5 separate regions of the Mus musculus genome follow, and all the other regions are linked to region 1. The links are chromatin contacts, called in public ChIA-PET maps. All regions are on one chromosome and are shown on one strand. Each heading gives the region's core, a stretch centred on a gene start, on an enhancer-like site or on the middle of the called end of the contact. The rest is flanking DNA. Distances are from core to core; before and after follow the strand shown.

Evidence for each region. ChIA-PET counts read pairs in DNA pulled down with a chosen protein or histone mark.
Region 2: an RNA polymerase II ChIA-PET map of memory CD8 T cells shows a contact between it and region 1, with 208 read pairs. The contact joins the promoter of Osm here to the enhancer-like site in region 1. A contact is called at or near these places in 2 of 39 promoter capture datasets (the 3T3-L1 cell line and maxillary cranial neural crest), 4 of 115 datasets of contacts at active chromatin or transcription factors (bone marrow-derived macrophages, memory CD8 T cells and thymic regulatory T cells) and 3 of 9 other capture datasets (adipose tissue, embryonic stem cells and liver).
Region 3: an RNA polymerase II ChIA-PET map of memory CD8 T cells shows a contact between it and region 1, with 175 read pairs. The contact joins the promoter of Nf2 here to the enhancer-like site in region 1. A contact is called at or near these places in 5 of 484 Hi-C or Micro-C datasets (embryonic stem cells, myocytes, neural progenitor cells and 1 more), 11 of 115 datasets of contacts at active chromatin or transcription factors (the 230-238 cell line, the SCID.adh cell line, bone marrow-derived macrophages and 8 more) and 3 of 9 other capture datasets (adipose tissue, liver and pancreatic islet).
Region 4: an RNA polymerase II ChIA-PET map of memory CD8 T cells shows a contact between it and region 1, with 12 read pairs. The contact joins two enhancer-like sites. A contact is called at or near these places in 1 of 115 datasets of contacts at active chromatin or transcription factors (memory CD8 T cells) and 2 of 9 other capture datasets (adipose tissue and pancreatic islet).
Region 5: an RNA polymerase II ChIA-PET map of memory CD8 T cells shows a contact between it and region 1, with 16 read pairs. The contact joins the promoter of Rnf215 here to the enhancer-like site in region 1. A contact is called at or near these places in 2 of 39 promoter capture datasets (hematopoietic stem and progenitor cells and liver), 1 of 15 datasets of contacts at CTCF or cohesin (large pre-B cells) and 1 of 115 datasets of contacts at active chromatin or transcription factors (memory CD8 T cells).

Annotation. Positions count from the first base shown.
Region 1 is chr11:4,535,161-4,538,415 of GRCm38.p6, forward strand. All of the region lies in intron 1 of Mtmr3 (myotubularin related protein 3), which reads right to left. Among named protein-coding and RNA genes, the nearest start is that of Mtmr3, 58 kb to the right of the region's middle. Within about 2 kb of position 1,706, at least 42 of the 459 cell types and tissues checked have an H3K27ac peak or open chromatin away from gene starts, as enhancers often do. A contact at or near this core is called in bone marrow-derived macrophages, memory CD8 T cells and microglia, where this site is marked.
Region 2 is chr11:4,235,047-4,238,491 of GRCm38.p6, forward strand. Osm (oncostatin M) reads left to right here and starts at 1,739. Exons shown (of 3, transcript NM_001013365.2): 1 at 1,739-1,867; 2 at 3,360-3,445. The coding sequence starts at 1,837.
Region 3 is chr11:4,848,103-4,851,689 of GRCm38.p6, forward strand. It overlaps Nf2 (neurofibromin 2), which reads right to left and starts at 1,442. Exons shown (of 17, transcript NM_001252250.1): 1 at 770-1,442. The coding sequence starts at 883.
Region 4 is chr11:4,802,257-4,805,790 of GRCm38.p6, forward strand. Nf2 (neurofibromin 2) reads right to left here. Exons shown (of 17, transcript NM_001252250.1): 7 at 1,422-1,497. Among named protein-coding and RNA genes, the nearest start is that of Nf2, 46 kb to the right of the region's middle. Within about 2 kb of position 1,860, at least 94 of the 459 cell types and tissues checked have an H3K27ac peak or open chromatin away from gene starts, as enhancers often do. A contact at or near this core is called in memory CD8 T cells, where this site is marked.
Region 5 is chr11:4,133,103-4,136,578 of GRCm38.p6, forward strand. Rnf215 (ring finger protein 215) reads left to right here and starts at 2,058. Exons shown (of 9, transcript NM_027859.3): 1 at 2,058-2,461; 2 at 2,712-2,855; 3 at 3,458-3,476. The coding sequence starts at 2,171.

The DNA.
Region 1 (3,255 bases), core at 456-2,955:
GGTTTGCATCAAGCTTGGTCTCTCATGAGTTCTTGGGGTTCCACTATTATCCCGAGACTTGAGTGAGGGTATCCTTTTGGGGGTCTTTCACTTAGCAGGCATGAAGTACCAGTTTCAATCTCTACCACTAGAGGAGAGGGTCCCAAAACATGTGCTGGTTTTTTTTGTTGTTGTTGTTGTTGTTGTTGTTTTTGGGGTTTTGAGGGGTTTTCGAGACAGGGTTTCTCTATGTAGCCCTGGCTGTCCTGGAACTCACTTTGTAGACCAGGCTGGCCTTGAACTGAACTCAGAAATCTGCCTGCCTCTGCCTCCCAAGTGGTGGGATTAAAGACATGTGCCACCACGCCCGGCACATGTGCTGTTTTAATCAACCAAGAAAACAAAGTCTCTATAGGAATTCCAAATTCATAAACCAAGATCATGGATAGTTTGTAACAGGAGGAACTAAAGAAGTGCTTACACAGTTCCCTTTAGAGCTGTGGAGACCAAACAGGAGCAATCTCAGGAGACAGTGGGGAATGCAGCACCTCAATGAGAACCATCAACAGCTACACTCTCAGCACAAAGGGAAGAAGACACTGAGTCATTACACTTAGTTTAGTAAGAAGTTTAAAGGACCTTTCTATTTTAGCTGTAATAGTACTACATGTTCTTCTTAAGAAACTGTTAAATTACAGATGTAAAAAGTAAACGATTATCCCCTCACAACGCTAGCAAGAATGTACAATAGTTCACTGCCTCTTTGAAAACTGCCAGGTTCATCCTCAAACTAGAAAACATATTCTCATATACCTAACCAAGAAAACAAAGCATACATTCAAATTTATATTTATGTGTTTATAGCAGTTATTCAAAGTAGCCAATGAGTGAGAAACAGTGCAGACAACCACCACGGATGAATGGCTGAACAAGATGCACATGCTGCATGCACAGTGCGCTCCTCAGCTGTGGTCTTTCAAGGAATGAGGAACCTTGAACACATTACACCGAAAAGTGAAAAGAGCCAGGCACAACAGACACATGACAGGGTTTCAGAACAATGAAAGCTGCTAAGACTGCTAGTAGGGAGTACAAAATAGATTAGTAGTTGTTAGGTGCTGGTGGAAATGGAAGGACTTCATTTTACCCACTGAAGGACAGCCACCACTATTTTATTCTTTTGTTTCAAAAACTTCTCTATGCACATATAAAAACACACATAACCCCACAAGTGAAAGGGGAGTGAATATTGGGTATTTACTATTCTCCAATTTATTTGATTCTAAAAATAAATCAAACCTTTCCTATATTGGTGCATATATTTGGACAACAGTTCAATACTCATTACATTTCCATCTACCATAATCTACTGATTACCTGGTCAGATATTTAAACTGTTACCATTTTTCTATTACTACCCCAAAAGTCTTTAAAATAAACAACAAAAGCTATCCTGGTATCTCTATGTAAATCACTATTCTGGTAGTACTGGGTCTTAAAACAAGTTATTAAATGAAAAACTACAACCTTGGAGAAAGGACTACAAGGGTCACCACTGCTAAAGAGTATACATACATACTCTTCTACAATCACCAACACAGTCATTGGATTTACTTTACTAGATTGCTTTTGGAAGGCTGCTTTTGTTGTTTATGTTGTCTTTTGAGGCAGGAAATGAAACCAAGGCTGACCTCAAACTTATGATCCTCCTTCCTGTTTCTCCTCAACACTGAGATTATGAGCACATCATCACGCCAGGCCTCAACTTGGTAAGAATTGTGAATGCTCTGTTATATTTAAAAGATAAATTACACATAAGCAATGTCTACATTTACTATCAAGCACACTTGTATGTACACAGAAGAATGATCCAGTGCTACTCAACAGTGACCATCCCTCTAGAAAGGGTGGGATACGGACCATGAATGAAGATGCAGCGCAGACGGTAGAGTGCCAACTTAGTATGCACAAGGGCCTGAGGTTCAATCCCAGGACCCCCAGAACTGGGTAAAGTGACGCATCTTACAAGCCAGCACTTGGGAGGTAGAACAGAAAGACTGGAAAGTCAAGGTTAACCTCAGCCTCGCAGTAAGTCAGAGACCAGTCTGTGACACCTGAGAGCCTATCTCAGAAGGAAAAGAAGTAGAAAGAGTCTTCCCATTTTCATACTTTTAGAACATTTATATAACATTTCTAATTAGATGGATTTGGTTTGGGTTTGGTTTAGTCTAGTTGGTTCTAAAACAGGGTTTTGCTGTGTTAACCCACGCTAGCCTTAAATTTGTGACCTTCAACCTTCTGAGTAATGGGATTACAGGTATACATTACCACATCAGGCTAGGAAAATAAACTTTTCTACATAAGGTTTTTGGTTGACCTTTCTGGTTTTGCTTTTTGTTTTTGTTTTTCTTAATTATTTTGCATGTGTGGGCATTTTTCTTGCATGCATGTATATGTACCACATGCGTGCCTGATGGCTGTTAAGATCAGAAGAGGGTGCTAGATGCTCTGGAACTAGAGTTATAAACAATTGTGAGCCACTATGAGGGTGCTGGATTTCAAACCCATGCCCTCTGCAAGAGCAACAAGTGCTCTCAAACACTTCAGCCCCTAGTTTTGATTTTCTAACATAGTCTCATATGTTCCAGGCTGGCCTGGAACTCAAAACTATAACCCAGAACTGGCAGAGAGCTTTTTTACCTCAACTTTCCCAGTGCTCAGACTATAGGAACAAATGACCTCAGCAGCTACAAAACATTATTAAAAGGAAATTGAAAATATTATATAAAAGGCTTTCATTCAACCAGGCTAAAAGTACAAATAATGGCTTCAAGAAAAAACAAGTGCTGATATAAAGCAGTAACAGAGCTCTGAGTGTAGGAGCTCTGAGTTCTGATTATTCTGTGCTCAAGTGGGCGCATCCCTTACCAAAAAATTCACCAAAATGTCAGGGTTCAGATTTTAGGGTGGTTTGTTGTTGTTGTCATTGTTGTTTCCCAGACTTTGGAACACTTAAGATTGTGAGTTTGGGGATTAGGAATGCCAGGCCTATACTAAAGTTATGACTATAAGGATAAGTCATTATTTCTGTGAGCCTCAGCTTCATGTGATATATTTAGTATTCTCAGCACCATAACTATCTTTTTATGATCAATAGTTTGCCACTCAATCACATATATAATATATGCTCCTATAGGTTCAGACCGACTTCCATAGGACAGTGCCCAAAAAAGTCTTTTTGCATGTGTACACTTTAAGCTCTAAAGCAAAGTGGGA
Region 2 (3,445 bases), core at 489-2,988, 300 kb before region 1:
TAATTGAATTTATTTATTTATTTATTTGAGACTGTATGCCCAGCTCCTGATTTTGCTTTGAGATCAGTCCCCTTGTCTATCCCAGGCTGGCCTCTGATGCACAGTCCTGTCTCAGCCTCTAGAGAAATAGAGATTACAAATGTGTACCACGCCATCCGGCTCTGGACACCTCCCCCAACTGTGCAGGTGTCCTCCAACAGGGCAAGTCACCCCTTGGCACCTTTATTCTAAACAGAGGAGGTAGTGTATGGTCCATGGGAGAGAGGAAGGAACAACTGAGGTGAAGGAGGGTCTCTTGCCAACATATGGGTTCCGAGAAGCACGACATAACACTCTCCGGCTAGATCTGGGGCTGCTTGGAGCTTCCCTCTGTCTCCTTATCACAGTGAGAGCTTGAGTGTAGGGGTATAGGGACTGTCCCAGGATGACATCACGGATATGAAATGCAGAAGGATCCCTGACCAGGGCCCTAGGGAACAGCACCCTGGAGTGGGCAGAGGTAAGAAATTCAGTAGGAGGAAATGAAGACTTCAGAAGGATCTAGTCTAGACTGTACTGGGGAGTTGCTAACAAGGGGGACACTCTGCTAGGTGCAGAGAATATGTGGATGGGGGCACAGTCGCCTCCTGGATAGGGAGTGGGGGGGTTGTTGAATGAATATATGAGGGCCAACAGCAGGTACAGCCTAAGGATGCTCATTCTAGCTTGGCAGATGTGCTGTGGCTTCCAAGCATGGCCTGTGGATCTGGCTCAGCCTGGGCCTCAGTCCCTCAGTGCGGAGAAGCAGAAGACCCACCCATGATGGATCGCTATCTTTCAGAGAAAGTGAAACCTTGTGTCCAACTGTCGCAGCTCCCCCACCCCTCCCTCCAGCTTCCCCTCTGAGCTCACAGCTTCCCGGTCTCCCCCGCCCCCTCCATCCCATCCCCTGAAAACCAGTACTTGGAATTCAAGCCTAGTCTTTTCTTTTTTCTTCAAAGGCTTTTTTGCCTTTTATGTCCATGTTGGCAGTGACCTTGAGGGGTGAACCAAGGAGTGCTTTTCTCTCTCGCTTTCTCAGGTGGGGCTCAAAGTAGCTGAGTGACTTGCCTCAGACAACACAGCGACACAGCGTGTCACAAGCTTTGAACCCGTTCTCTAATTTCTCTTGCTCCAAGGGTCCTAAAGGACCCTGTCTACAGAGAGAGGATCTGGGATTGGGAAGGCTGGGCGAGGACAGTTAATAGAGACAATGGAAATGAGTTGGGCTAGAAGATGCTGACCTGGGATTAGAGGCACAATCTTTGGGGCCCAAGTCTGGCTCTGTGCCCAGAGCCTGGTGGTTTCCGCTCACAGATGTCCCGACAGCCCAAGCGAGAGGGTGGGAAGGGCACTCAACAAGGAAGATGTCTGGCTCCCTTTAGCCCTAAACCTTCGTGTCCTAGGAGGTTGGTAGTTTCTGGACCAGGGGTGGCCTCCCTTGCAAGTCGTGCTCTGACCCCTGGACTGATCCCTGAAGATGATACGGACCCCCGTGCTGCCCGCTCACCCCAAGAAGGCTGAGGCTGCGGTTTACATCATCCTTGGGCGTGGGGCTGACCTCGAAGAACGAATTCGAAGAAAACGGGAGGAGGAGCGGGCATGTCATGGCGCATGGCGCCCATTGGCCGCCTGGGGAGACTTTGGTTTTTGGGGTCATGTTCCCAGAAGGCCTGCCCTTCCCCCTCCCCCTCCCCACCCACCTCACGAGATGTTGGCCAATCGCCCCGTCGGGCATAAAGTGGCTGCCAGCCTGCAGGACACCCAGCCAAGCTGTGTCACCCCTGAGAGGCACGGGCCAGAGTACCAGGACCCAGTATGCAGACACGGCTTCTAAGAACACTGCTCAGTAAGTACTTCCTTCCTTTCTACCATCCCAGGGCGCAGCTGGGCCAACTGGCTGCTGTAGGCACCCTCTGCCCTTGGGAGCTGTAGATCAAGTGAAGGATGTGGACGAGAGGGAGAACTAGTAGGGCAGGGATCCACTGAGACCCCAGCATAGCCACAGGTGGAAACGTAGTATTTCTGGAAGGTATTCCAGAGGGAGGCGTGAGAGAGACCATGCCGGGGACCAGGGCATGAGGGAAGAGGAGAAAGAGTGAGAAGAGTCTGGAGAAGCCCAAGGCAGGTAGGGGATGAGCAGAGAAGGAAGTTCCAGATCTGCGCGGAAATGGAGCAAGGGGCTCACTTCTTGCTCTGATTCAATTCTCGGGGTCTGGGGCAGATGCAAAGTCAGCCAAGCCAGAGGTCCTTAGATCATCCCGCCACTCATACAGCCACACCCACACGGGGACAGGCAAGCAGAGCCATCTATGTGGGAACAGGTCCTCCCTCTCAGTAAGGTAGGAAGTCTCACCTGCAGACCAGAACCCCCGGTGACCGGGGCAGGTACTGCAGTGCCTCACCTAGGTCTACGGGCACACCCCCACAGGCACTGGTCCATGTGCACCTGTTACAAGCTCGCTGTGGACCCTCACTGGCAGTGTAGCTGCAGACACGGGGGAAGATGGGGAGGGGACTTGTGGTTGGCACGCCTGGGCTACAGGCCCTCCCCAGGGGCGAGGGGGTGGGGTGGGGTGGGGCTGGTTGGTTTGTAGGAAGGGAAGGATGGTGTCGTAGCCTTCCGGGCCATTGCACCACAGGCCCCTTCCGACCACGTGGCTGCCGGTGCCTGTGAGGGTGGGGGCCTGCGAGCTGGAACTATGATCATCTGCCCTCACCCCTACAACCTTCTCCTGGGCTCCCAGCAGTCCTGGTGTGTGCGTGTGTTAGGGGTTCGTGTGTCGGTGGCAGGAAGGGCAGGGCGAGTGCTGAGCATGGGTGACCTGGACAGGCTTTCCTCTCGCATCTTGCTCACCTTTCAGCAGAATGGCCGTCAGCACTGGCTGGCCCAGTGAGTGGAGAGGTGCTTTTTCTGGCTCTGTGAAAAGAGCTTAGGTGACCTGCTGCCCTGGGGCTGCACCTCAGGACAGACCCCTGGTCAACTCTATTCTGCCTACAGGGAATGTTAAGGTCTATAAAGTAGTCAGGAACTTAACCTGTCAGTCTTAGGACAGAGCTAACCCTTGTATGAGGCCAGATATCTTATAGAGGACTCTCTTGTCTGTTCGTTATGCCATAAAGTCAGGACAGGGATGCTGGAGGCTACAACCCAACCTCTCCCCGAAGAGCTGCAGGGAAATTGCAGCCACCACCATCTCCTTCACCCTGTTTGGTTTATGGTGGAAGGTGGTAGCCCCAGTGAGTGCTTCTGTGCAAACCCAGACCCTACTGTGTGCCCAGCTCCTCCCCTGGGCTGGACAACCACCAGTCAGGTAACTGATGCGCTCTTCTCTGCCCAGGTTTGACCCTCAGTCTCCTCATCCTGAGCATGGCACTGGCCAATCGTGGCTGCTCCAACTCTTCCTCTCAGCTCCTCAGCCAGCTG
Region 3 (3,587 bases), core at 192-2,691, 310 kb after region 1:
CAAACCAAGTATATTCCAGTGGCACAGGACCTATCTGACTGGCTTTTTTGTTGTTGCTTTGCTTTTTTGTTTGTTTGTTTTTTGAGAGTCAAATGTGTAAATGTCTGACACTTAGCAAGTGTTCAGGGTTGTGGATACAACCCAGTGATGGGGTGCATGCCTAGCATACACAAGGCCCTGAAAACACAAACACACACACACACACACACACACACACTCACTCACATACACACTCTTCAACAAAATGATAGCTATTATCATCATGTTAGAAACTATAAAGAGTAAATGTAAGACACTCTTTCCTCAAAGAGTTTTTTCCAGAAACTGAAAATTTTGGAACAGGGAAAAGTACGAGCTTCCAATATAACTAGATGTAACTTTTAAGACCTAGGGTACACAGTTAATACCTAGCGAAAAACTCCCTGGAGTTTTAGGCGCGAGTTCTACACACTGCACACCGGTTCGTTTCTACGGAAGATTCCAGTGTTTCCCAATAACAAATGAATGAAAATAACCTTCGGGAAATGCCAAAACCAAGAACCCCACTTTAACAAACAAGCAAACAAACAACTAGCTTTAACTTGTGATCTGGCCCTAGAAAGCCTCTTCCGGTTCCAGATAATGATATATACGGAATCCCTTAAGCTTGCACTTCGACTGTCACCACAGCGAGGGCACCCCATGGGTAGGGACCCGCGTCGCTGCCACCAGACAGGCAGAGATTCCGCGGCTCTCCACTCACAGCCCGTCGGGGTCGGCGGCCGGTTACCTCGCAGTTGAACTCCATCTCGGCGTCCATGGTGACGATCCGCACCGTGAATGTCTTGGGCTGCTTCCTCTTGAGTGAGCTGAAGCTCATGCGAGAAGCGATGGCTCCGGCCATGGCGCGAGGTACCGGCCTTGGATCCCCTCACCCCTAGGCCCGCGTTCTGGGTCTCTTAGCCCCCCTGGAGTAGCTGCACAGGCCTCAGGGCCACCATGGTGGCCGGCTGGCCGGCCCGAGACAGACCTAGGCTGCCTGGGTCCCCAGCGGCCAGCATGGGCCGCGAGGACCCGGCTGTGGGTGCGGAAAGATGAGTTAAGGGACAGTCTCTGACGACGGGGGGGTCGGGGGGAGATGCCGGCAAAAGCACGCGCAGCCCCGAGCTTGGAGCTTCGGGCTGGGGACGCCAGGGACGCCTTTGGACAGAAATCCTAGACGGCTGCGGCGCCGACGCCGGGCCTCTCAGCGACCCCCGAGGGTCGCGGGGCCGCGCAGTAGTTGGGAGCGCACACGCGCGTGCGTGTCTGTCACCAGCTCCGCTCCGCGCGCCCTCGGGAAGCGTCCTCTACCAACCCCCACCTCAGCGACCTGCCGGATCCCCGCCCCGCCCCGCCCTCCGGACTCCCACTACGCTACTCAGCGACTCACCCTAACACTTTTTTCTCTAAGATACTGTGATTGGCAGGAACGCCAAAGGAAGCGGGACTTCCGCTTCGTCCCGCCTCCTGGAGGCCTACTCCACCAATTGAAAGTTGCACTGAACGAGGGCCGCCGGTCTGTTCTCGGCGTTGAGTGGCTGTAGATGCGGTCACTCCGAGCGCTTTTGTTCCTAAAGTATACTCCTACTCTAGCAAGACTGGTTGAGAAGGAGCGGGCGGCGCCTTTCCCGGGAAACCTGTAGAGGCCGGGACTGCACCGCACGAGGTACTGTTGCAGTCAGTGAGAGATCCCATTTATAGCGTCTTACCAGAGCTTCAGTCGTATCTGGGACATCCGGCCGAAATTCCTTTTTGACACTTAATTATATATGCTGACTCAATATTTTTCAAACTTTAAAAACACGAAGTGAGGCCGCTTAAGTTGCCCCGACTTGCCTGCCAGATCCTTCAACTTCTTTTTAAGAGAATTAGAATAACCACAGAATTCATGATAGTCCTTACCTTACTAGGTGGTTGAGGAATTGAAACTTGCTTAATACATATAGAAAGCTAATTTTATTTATTTTTTTTTTTTTTTTTTTTTTTTTGAGTTTTTCGAGACAGGGTTTCTCTCTGTATCCTTGGCTGTCCTGGAACTCACTCTGTAGACCAGGCTGGCCTCGAACTCAGAAATTCGCCTGCTGCTGCCTCCCAAGTGCTGAGGATTAAAGGTGTGCGCCACTATTGCCCGGCAAGAATTTTCATTTTACCCTCTGTTCCTTTGTTTGGTTTTTTTGTTTTGTTTTGTTTTAATTTCCAAGCTACATACTTGGAGTACTTGTAGCTTAACGTCATCAAATGTATAATATGCTTAGGAAAATTTCAACTTTCTGGGGATTTGTAGAGTTTTTACTTGTTTTAAAGATACATTCCCCAGGCACTGCTGCTGTGAAGAGACACCATGACCACAGCAACTCGTATCAAAGAAAACATTTAATTGGGGACTTTTTCTTCTTTACAGTTTCAGATGTTTAGTCCATTATCAGCATGGTAGGGAGCATGGTGGCATGCATGGTACTGGAGCAGTAGCTGAGAGATGGCTATATCCTGATCTGCAGGCTTGGAAAGCAAGACAACCATTTGGCATGGGCTTTTGAAACCTCAAAAACCACCCCTAATGATAGACTTCCTTCCACAAGACCACACCTCCTAAGCCTTCTAATTCTTTCAAATAGGGCCACTCCTTGGTGACCAAGCATTCAAATATAAGCTTATGGGACCGTTCTTAGTCAAAGCACCACAGTTTTGTTTTTTTTTTTTTATCTTATGTATATAAATGTTTTACAGCACATATGTGCATTGCATGTATACCTGGCACACATGTCAAAAGAGGGTTCCAAAGCCCCTGAAACTGTAATTCAGTCCTTAGCTACTGCATGGGTGTTGGAAACTGAACCTGGGTCCTCTGCGAAAGCAACATTTACTCTTAGGCACTAAACCACCTTTCCAACCTTTGTATGTCTATTTGTTTGTTTTTGAGACAGGGTCTTCCTGTGTTATTTGGGGTATCCTAGAACCCCTGAGCATGTCCTCTTCCTCAGCCTCTCTTAAAACCATAGCCCTGGAGCCAGGCATGGTGGCACATGCCTTTAATCCCAGCACTCTGGAGGCAGAGGCAGGAGGATTTCTGAGTTCAAGGCCAGCCTGGACTGCAAAGTGAGTTCCAGGACAGCCAGGGCTATACAGAGAAACCCTGTCTCGAAAAACCAAAACCAACCAAACAAACAAACCATAGCCCTGGAAGAGCATGGTGCTACACACCTTTAATCCCAAATTGAGGCAGGTGGATCTCTGTGAGTTTGAGGTCTATAGAGTTACAGGACAGCCAGTGCTACACAGAAAAAAAAAAAAACAAAAAACAAAAAAACTGTCTCAGGGGGGCTGGTGAGATGGCTCAGCAGGTAAGAGCACCCGACTGCTCTTCCAAAGGTCCTGACTTCAAATCCCAGCAACCACATGGTGGCTCACAACCATCCATAATGAGATCTGACTCCCTCTTCTGGTGTGTCTGAAAACAGCTACAGTGTACTTACATATAATAAATAAATCTTAAAAAAAAAAAAAAAAAAAAAAAACTGTCTCAGGAAAAAACCAAAAAACCCTACAGCCCTGGCTTGACTTCTGTT
Region 4 (3,534 bases), core at 610-3,109, 270 kb after region 1:
TTTTTAGTTACGTATTTCTGTGTCTGTGCACATAAGTGCAAGTGCCCTCAGAATCCACAGGCCTCAGATCCCCTGGAGCTGGAATGTCAGGCAATTGTGAGCCTCCCAAACCACGAGCTGGGACTTGAACTCAGGTCCTGCTACAAGTAAAATATCTTTTAGGCCCTTGCTTATTGTGGTAGTACATTTCAGTGTGCCCTGGTTTTTTTGTTTGTTTGTTTGTTTTTTGTTTTGTTTTTAAAGTTTTTTTTAAGATGTTTATTTATTGTTATACATAAGTACACTGTAGCTGTCTTCAGACACCAGAAGAGGGCGTCAGATCTCATTACCGGTGGTTGTGAGCCACCATGTGGTTCCTGAACTCAGGACCTTTGGAAGAGCAGTCAGTGTTCTTAGCTACTGAGCCATCTCACCAGCCTTTTGGGTTTTTTTTGAGACAGGGTTTCTCTGTGTAGCCCTGGCTGTCCTGGAACTCACTCTGTAGACCAGGCTGGCCTTGAACTCAGAAATCTGCCTGCCTCTGCCTCCCAAGTGCTGGGATTAAAGGCGTGCACCACCACACCCGGCTTATGCCCTGATTTTTAATGCAAAAAAAAAAAAAAAAAAAAAAAATCCACAAAAACCTGCATTTAGGAAACAAATTAAGTAGAAAGCTATCCTAGAATACTGAAATCATGCTTAATTCAATTTACTCAACGTTAACATAAAGGCTGTCTGTAGGACCCCAAAAGGGGGAAGCAAAGAGTTTGTGGGATAGTCCAGGGGATGGCTGCAGCTGACCTTCAATGGCTACTCCTCTGTAGCCAAGCTTCCTGGCACCCGCCACCCAGCAGTGAGGAAAAGCCCGGTACTTGGCATGTGCTCCTCTGGAGGAAGCCATGAATACCGCAGCCAGCAGCCAAATCCCCCAACGAGCGAGAAACACGCTCTAGGGCCAGACCTGAACAGAACACAAATGCCTTTCTCTGCAGAGGCATGGTTCCCGGAGGCCTGCAGACCATTAATGGTCTGAATAGAAAACTAATTAGCCTCACAGTGAGAACAAGAGTTCCACCCAAACAAATTAGGAATCTCTAAGAGCAGTGGGCCCCGGGGAAAGACATTATTTCCAGGTGCTCCTTGGATTTCCCAAGAGGCCGGAATAATCAAACATTACATGGCCAGCATTCCAACAGGTCTCTGCTAAGAAGAGAACCGGGCCTGAGTCCCTCAGGGTACCAATGACACTTAATTTGATCTATTTCTGATCTAATTCGAAGCCCCAAATGAAACCAGGCTCTCGACCTTGTCTTCCCGTTTCTTCTTTACTACTGAACCATAAAGACTCTAAGCACCCTGGGATGAGGAAGTGACCCATCTGCCTGTGTGGCCTCGACTCAGTCTTTCTGAGAGCCAGGGAACTGGGGAAGGAGTCAACGCACCCGGATTGTAAAGTAGTTCACACCATACATCTCCAGGTCCTGAGCTATCTTCAAATACTCCATTTCAGCTTCATCCCTGTGAGGAGAATAGAAGACACCATTATTAGGGCTAAGTGACAAGGATGAAGGACAGACTCTTGCCAAGTCAAATATTCTGAGCATGCCTCTGGTGAGATAGAAGGGACCTGCAGAAGATGAGACAGACCAGACACAGCAACACTTTTCTCAACCCAGAGATTCCCATCCCCGTGAAAATAAGAAAACAGATTCATTACACTGACTCTTGGCTTCAATTTCACACTCTGGCCTTGGTAAATAGTGACATCTGTCTCAAGTGATTTAAAAAAAAGAACGTGGGGGCTGGGAGTGTAGCTCAGCAGCAAAGCACTCACTCCGCATGCGCAAAGCTCTAGGTTCCATCCCCGGCATTGGCAGAAAGAAAAAACAAAGCCACAGTGCATTCATTCTTTCCGACCTCAAATGCACGAAGTCACTGCCTGTCTCTGTGTACTTCCTTAACCTAGAGCTTCAGTAATGAAGGGGCCTCTCTAGAAGCTGACAACACCCACTTTCCTGGTTTTATCTCTTGGGTTACTGCTGAAGATTAAGGCAAGAACTATCTGAGCCATAAAACCCAGGCCAGTAGGTGAATGCTTCTGTGTTGTAAGTCGAGCTTAAAGCAAGCTCTGGATGCAGCAGTGACTTGCAGAAAACTCCCTGAGAGGTAAAAGTACTGAAGTATTTAACTCAAGCTTCCCTGTGACCTTGTTCTTGTCCTCTCTCTCATCTCGAAACACTCTCGAATGGATTTAAAAATTCACCCTGAGAGAATGCCAAGTGTTGGCAGGCAGGCGGAAGAACCAGAAATCACATACACTGCTGATGCAAAGTGATTCAATTACTTTGGGAAACTATTCAACATTACCTATAACAGCAAAAACCAAGAAACAACCCAACAACCTAGGAGTCTTTCAACAGTAGAAGGGATAAATAATCTGTTATAGTAATATACTGGAATTCTGCACAGTCATGAAAATGAGGGAAAATATCACTACACGCCATGCACTCAAATCTCACAAGATGATCTTGAGGAAAAGGTGGCACTAAAAATAGAAATTGGTTTTATTTATCTAAAGTTTAAAAATGGTTGATGGTGGCTTATGGGTGCAGCTCAGTGGCAGAATAGTTACTTGCCTAGCATGTGAGAGACCTTGTATTTCATCCTCAGTGCTACAAAATAGTAATATAACAATGGACAGTAAGGGAGGGCAAAACTAATCGATGTGAGCACTAATTAGAAATTGGGGGAACTGGGCTGGGCACGGTTACACAAGCTTTTAATGCCAGCACTGAGCAGAGGCAGGTAGATTTCCGTGGGTGAGGGCCAGCCTGGAGAACACATAGTCAGCTCTAGATAATGACTCAAAAAGAAAAAGAAAGAAATTGGTGAAATAGGTATCTCTGAGTCATCGTCTAGTTCTTACTTACCATTTTGTGGTAAATAATCAAGTAGTATACTCAAAATCTGTCTATTTGGTGGGTATAAACAAAAAATAAAGATACAGGAGCTAGAGAGATGGCTCAGTGTTAAGAGCACTGACTGCTCTTCATGAGGGCCTAGTAATTCCTAGCACCCACCAGAGTCCCACAACCATTCAGTTCCAGTGCCCTCTTCCGGCCTCCTCAGTCACCTTGCATGCACATGGTACACAGACATACATGTAGGAAAAATAGCCATATACACAAAATAAATCTGAAGAAAAAAATATAGCAGGAAGCTGATTTGAAGGACTGGGGTAGGGCGCCTAACACAGAGATGATCAATAGCTGAAACTACCAAGGGAATACTTAAAACAAACTATACATTTTAGTGTTTTATTTTATTTGAGACAGGGTTTCTCTGTGTAGCCCTGGCTGTCCTGGAATTCGTTCTATAGACCAGGTTGGCCTCAACTCACAGAGAACACCTACCTCTGCCTCCTGAGTGCTGGGATAAAAAGTTTGTGCCACTACCACCCAGATTGTGTTTTAATTTTAATTTAGTAAAATTGCAGATTGACTAAAAACATAGGGCAATAGGAACATTCTAATACTGCTGATGGACATGTGCCAA
Region 5 (3,476 bases), core at 808-3,307, 400 kb before region 1:
TCTGCATAGCCCTGGATGCCCTGGATGTCCTAGAACTCACTCTGTAGACCAGGCTGGCCTTGAACTCAGAGATCCAGCCGCCTCTACCTCCTGAGTGCTGGGATTAGGGTGTGGGCCACCATTGCTTGGCTTGGAGGCATTTTCTTAACTGAGGTTCTCTCCTCTCATATGACTCCAGCTTGTGTCAGGTTGATATAAAACTGCCCAGCACATTTTTATATCTAGTTCTGCATGCAAGGAGATCGCATGTATCATGGCACATGTGTGGAAATGTACGTCAAAATATGGATGTGAGTGGGGGAATGTCAAGTCATGGGTGAAGGCCAAAGGACACTGCAGGAGTTGGCTCTCTTCTTCTGTCATATGAGTCCCAGGGATAAAACACAGGCCCTCAGGTCACCAGGCTTTACCCACTGAGACATCCTACCAACCCTATTTTCTATGTAAGAACTTTTTTCATTTTTATTTTATTCTATGAGTGTTGGCCTGCTGCACAGGCATGAAGTGTACCATACACATGCAGTAGCCTACAATGGCCAGAAGAGGGCGACAGATCCTCTGAGACTCTCAAGCAATTGTGAACTCGCAGTCCATGTGGGTGCTGGGAATTAAACCCAGATCTTCTGAAAGAGCAGCCAGTGCTCTAATTACTGATCCATCTCTCCAGTTGCTACACACGTCATTTAACATCTTTTTTTTTTTTTAAAGAGGGTCTCACTGTATAATAGGCTGGTCTCAAACTCCTGCTTTACCCTCCCAAGTGCTGGGATTACAGGCATGCCCATCATAATGTAGTTTTTCTGTCATTAAAAACAAACAAGCCGGGTGTGGTGGCGCACACCTTTAATCCCAGCACTTGGGGGGCAGAGGCAGGAAAATTTCTGAGTCGGAGGTCAGCCTGGTCTACAAAGTGAGCTCCAGGACAGCCAGGGCTACACAGAGAAACTCTGTCTTGAAAAAACAAAAAAACAAAAACAAAAACAAACAAACAAAAAAAACAAGACCAAAAAAACAAACAAACAGCTCTCAAGCACTTGAAATCATCAAAATCGTGTTCTCTATTAAAATGTTAAAGTTGTATTTGAGTCTTTAATTCACATGGTTTTCCTTATGCACGGTGCAGTAGGGGTCCAATTTCACGTCTTTTCCCGGTGGTACCTAACTTTGTTGTGATTTAGCAAAGAGCAAGCCATAGCACCTCCTCCCAGGTCCCCAAGTGCAATACCTCCTCTGACAACCAATTTTACATATGTGCTGACTGATTTTATGTCAATTCCCTGTTTGCAGGCCAGCCGAGCTTCTTCTCTACATCTCTGTCTCCTTCTGGGAATATTTTAGTCATTGCATCCTGGTGGCTAACCAGGTTTCTATTTTCTGTAGATTTTAATATTTTATTACAAAGTGGGAGGGGGTGTTGCAGCTCATTAGCTCTTTGCCCTTTTATCAGGGTACAATTTGTAAAAGGCTCAGGTTTCAGATTGAGCCAGCTACCAGCAACCACAAACCTCTGGGCTGAAGGACAAATTTTCGGACAAAAGCGGAACCTTCTCATTCCAGTAAGCACTGGCGATCATGTTAGAAGCAAGGCAGTGCAGGTTTAGATCAAGTCCATTTTACAGGCGAGGACAGCCCAGTGCTCCGTGCCACTATGGCTCTGCCTGGTTTGTACAGCTTCGTGTGCCCAGCCCTCCTCCCTGCTCCTTTAAAACCATGGCCTCAGTCTCCCCATCTGCTTTCTGTGATTCTCTGCAGCCTGCTCGCTGATCCCATGAAAGAACACTGACCCAGAGGAGGATGAGACATAGCCTTGACAACACCGTAGGTCAATCAGCCCAGACCCTTATACCTCCCTCGCCCCTACATTTCTCCAATCCTGAGACAACCGCACCTATCTCCACTGACAGACAACTTGGTGAGCTCTCCAAGGCTCTAAGGTATTTGCTCCATCGCAGCTCCTCAGGCCTCCTACATTAGGTTTCTCAGGAGCCACCAGGAGGCGCTCTCGCTGTCAAGCACCAACTCAGCCCCCCCCTCCCCGCACCGCCCCCTCCGGCTGCGGCCCCGCCCCTCCCGGTGCCGAGCCCCGCCCTGTCCGGCGCGGCCTGGCTCACTCTGTTCTCCCGGTCCCCGGGACCTTAGACTACGGCCTCGCCACCTCTCCGGTCGGATCATGGGCTCTGCCGATCGCCCCGCGCTGAGGTCGCCTTCGTTGCCGCCCCCTCCCCCATCGCCGCCGTCGCCGCTGCTGCTACTGCTGCCTCTGCTGCCTTTGTGGCTGGGCCTGATGGGCCCGGGAGCGGCGGCGGACGGCAGCGAGCCGGCGACCGGGGAGGGACGGGGCGGAGCCCGCTCAGTGCGAGTGGATGTGAAACTGCCGCGGCAGGACGCCTTGGTTTTGGAGGGCGTCAGAATCGGTCCGGAAGACGGTCCGGAACCTCTGCTGGGTGGCCGCCTGCTGCTGGTGAGCTCAGCCCCGCCTAAACTTGCCATGACCCTCGGATAGACCCCGCTGTCTTCATCCAGAAGCTAGCCCTTGACAGCCCAGAATGCTACTACTTCCCAGCCTTCAGGAGTTGGCAAACCTGACAGCCACATGCCCCTTCCACACTCATTCCCGTACCCGTACCCTGACCTTGCGTGCTTTGTGGCAGACCCGGGCTGCCTCTTCTATTCCCCTTGCCTCCTTCTTTTCATGGCTCCTCGTTACACAGATGGATGTCGTGGATGCTGAGCAAGAGATACCCGTAGATGGCTGGATTGCAGTGGCATATGTGGGCAAAGAGCAGGTCGCCCAGTTCCACCAAGAGAATCAAGGCAGTAGCCAGAAGGCATATCCCAAGGCTCTGGTCCAGCAGGTGCAAAGGGTGTTTGAGGGAAGGGGAGAAAGAAAATGCATTCGAAACATCTGCTAGAGCCAGGCTAACAGGTGGCCTATGAGGAGCCTTTCCAGAGAAGCCCTGGGCCCGAGTGGGTCAGCAAACACCAGTATGGAGCATCAAAGCAGTGTGATGGGGAGGAGGTGGAGAGACTTGCTGGGGAAAGTGGACCTGCTCTGGTGATAGGAGCTGGCAAGGGTGGAGAGCTGCTTTGCTAGGACTAGGGCCAATGAAAAGAATTTTGGATCCTACAGAATGAAAGGAGCATAAGTTTCTCACACACATGATAATGTACAAATTTCTTAAAATCAAGAATATTCTTTATGTAACTATGGTGTAGGAAAGTTAGCATCTATAAAATGTTGTGATCTATGTTCCATAACTAAATATTGCCTTAGTCCACAACCATCGTGTGTTGCCTTTGGCTGTCATTATCTCTTCGGCCTCCAAAACCATCCCTTAGCTTTGGCTTGACTTCAGGGAGCTTATAGCTAGTCTATCCAGATGTCGGGCTCCTGAGAGCTGGGGCCGTGGGTAAGGCAGGTGTGTGACAGCCTCCCACCTTCCGTCTTCCCTTGCAGATGCGTCGAGCCCTTTTCC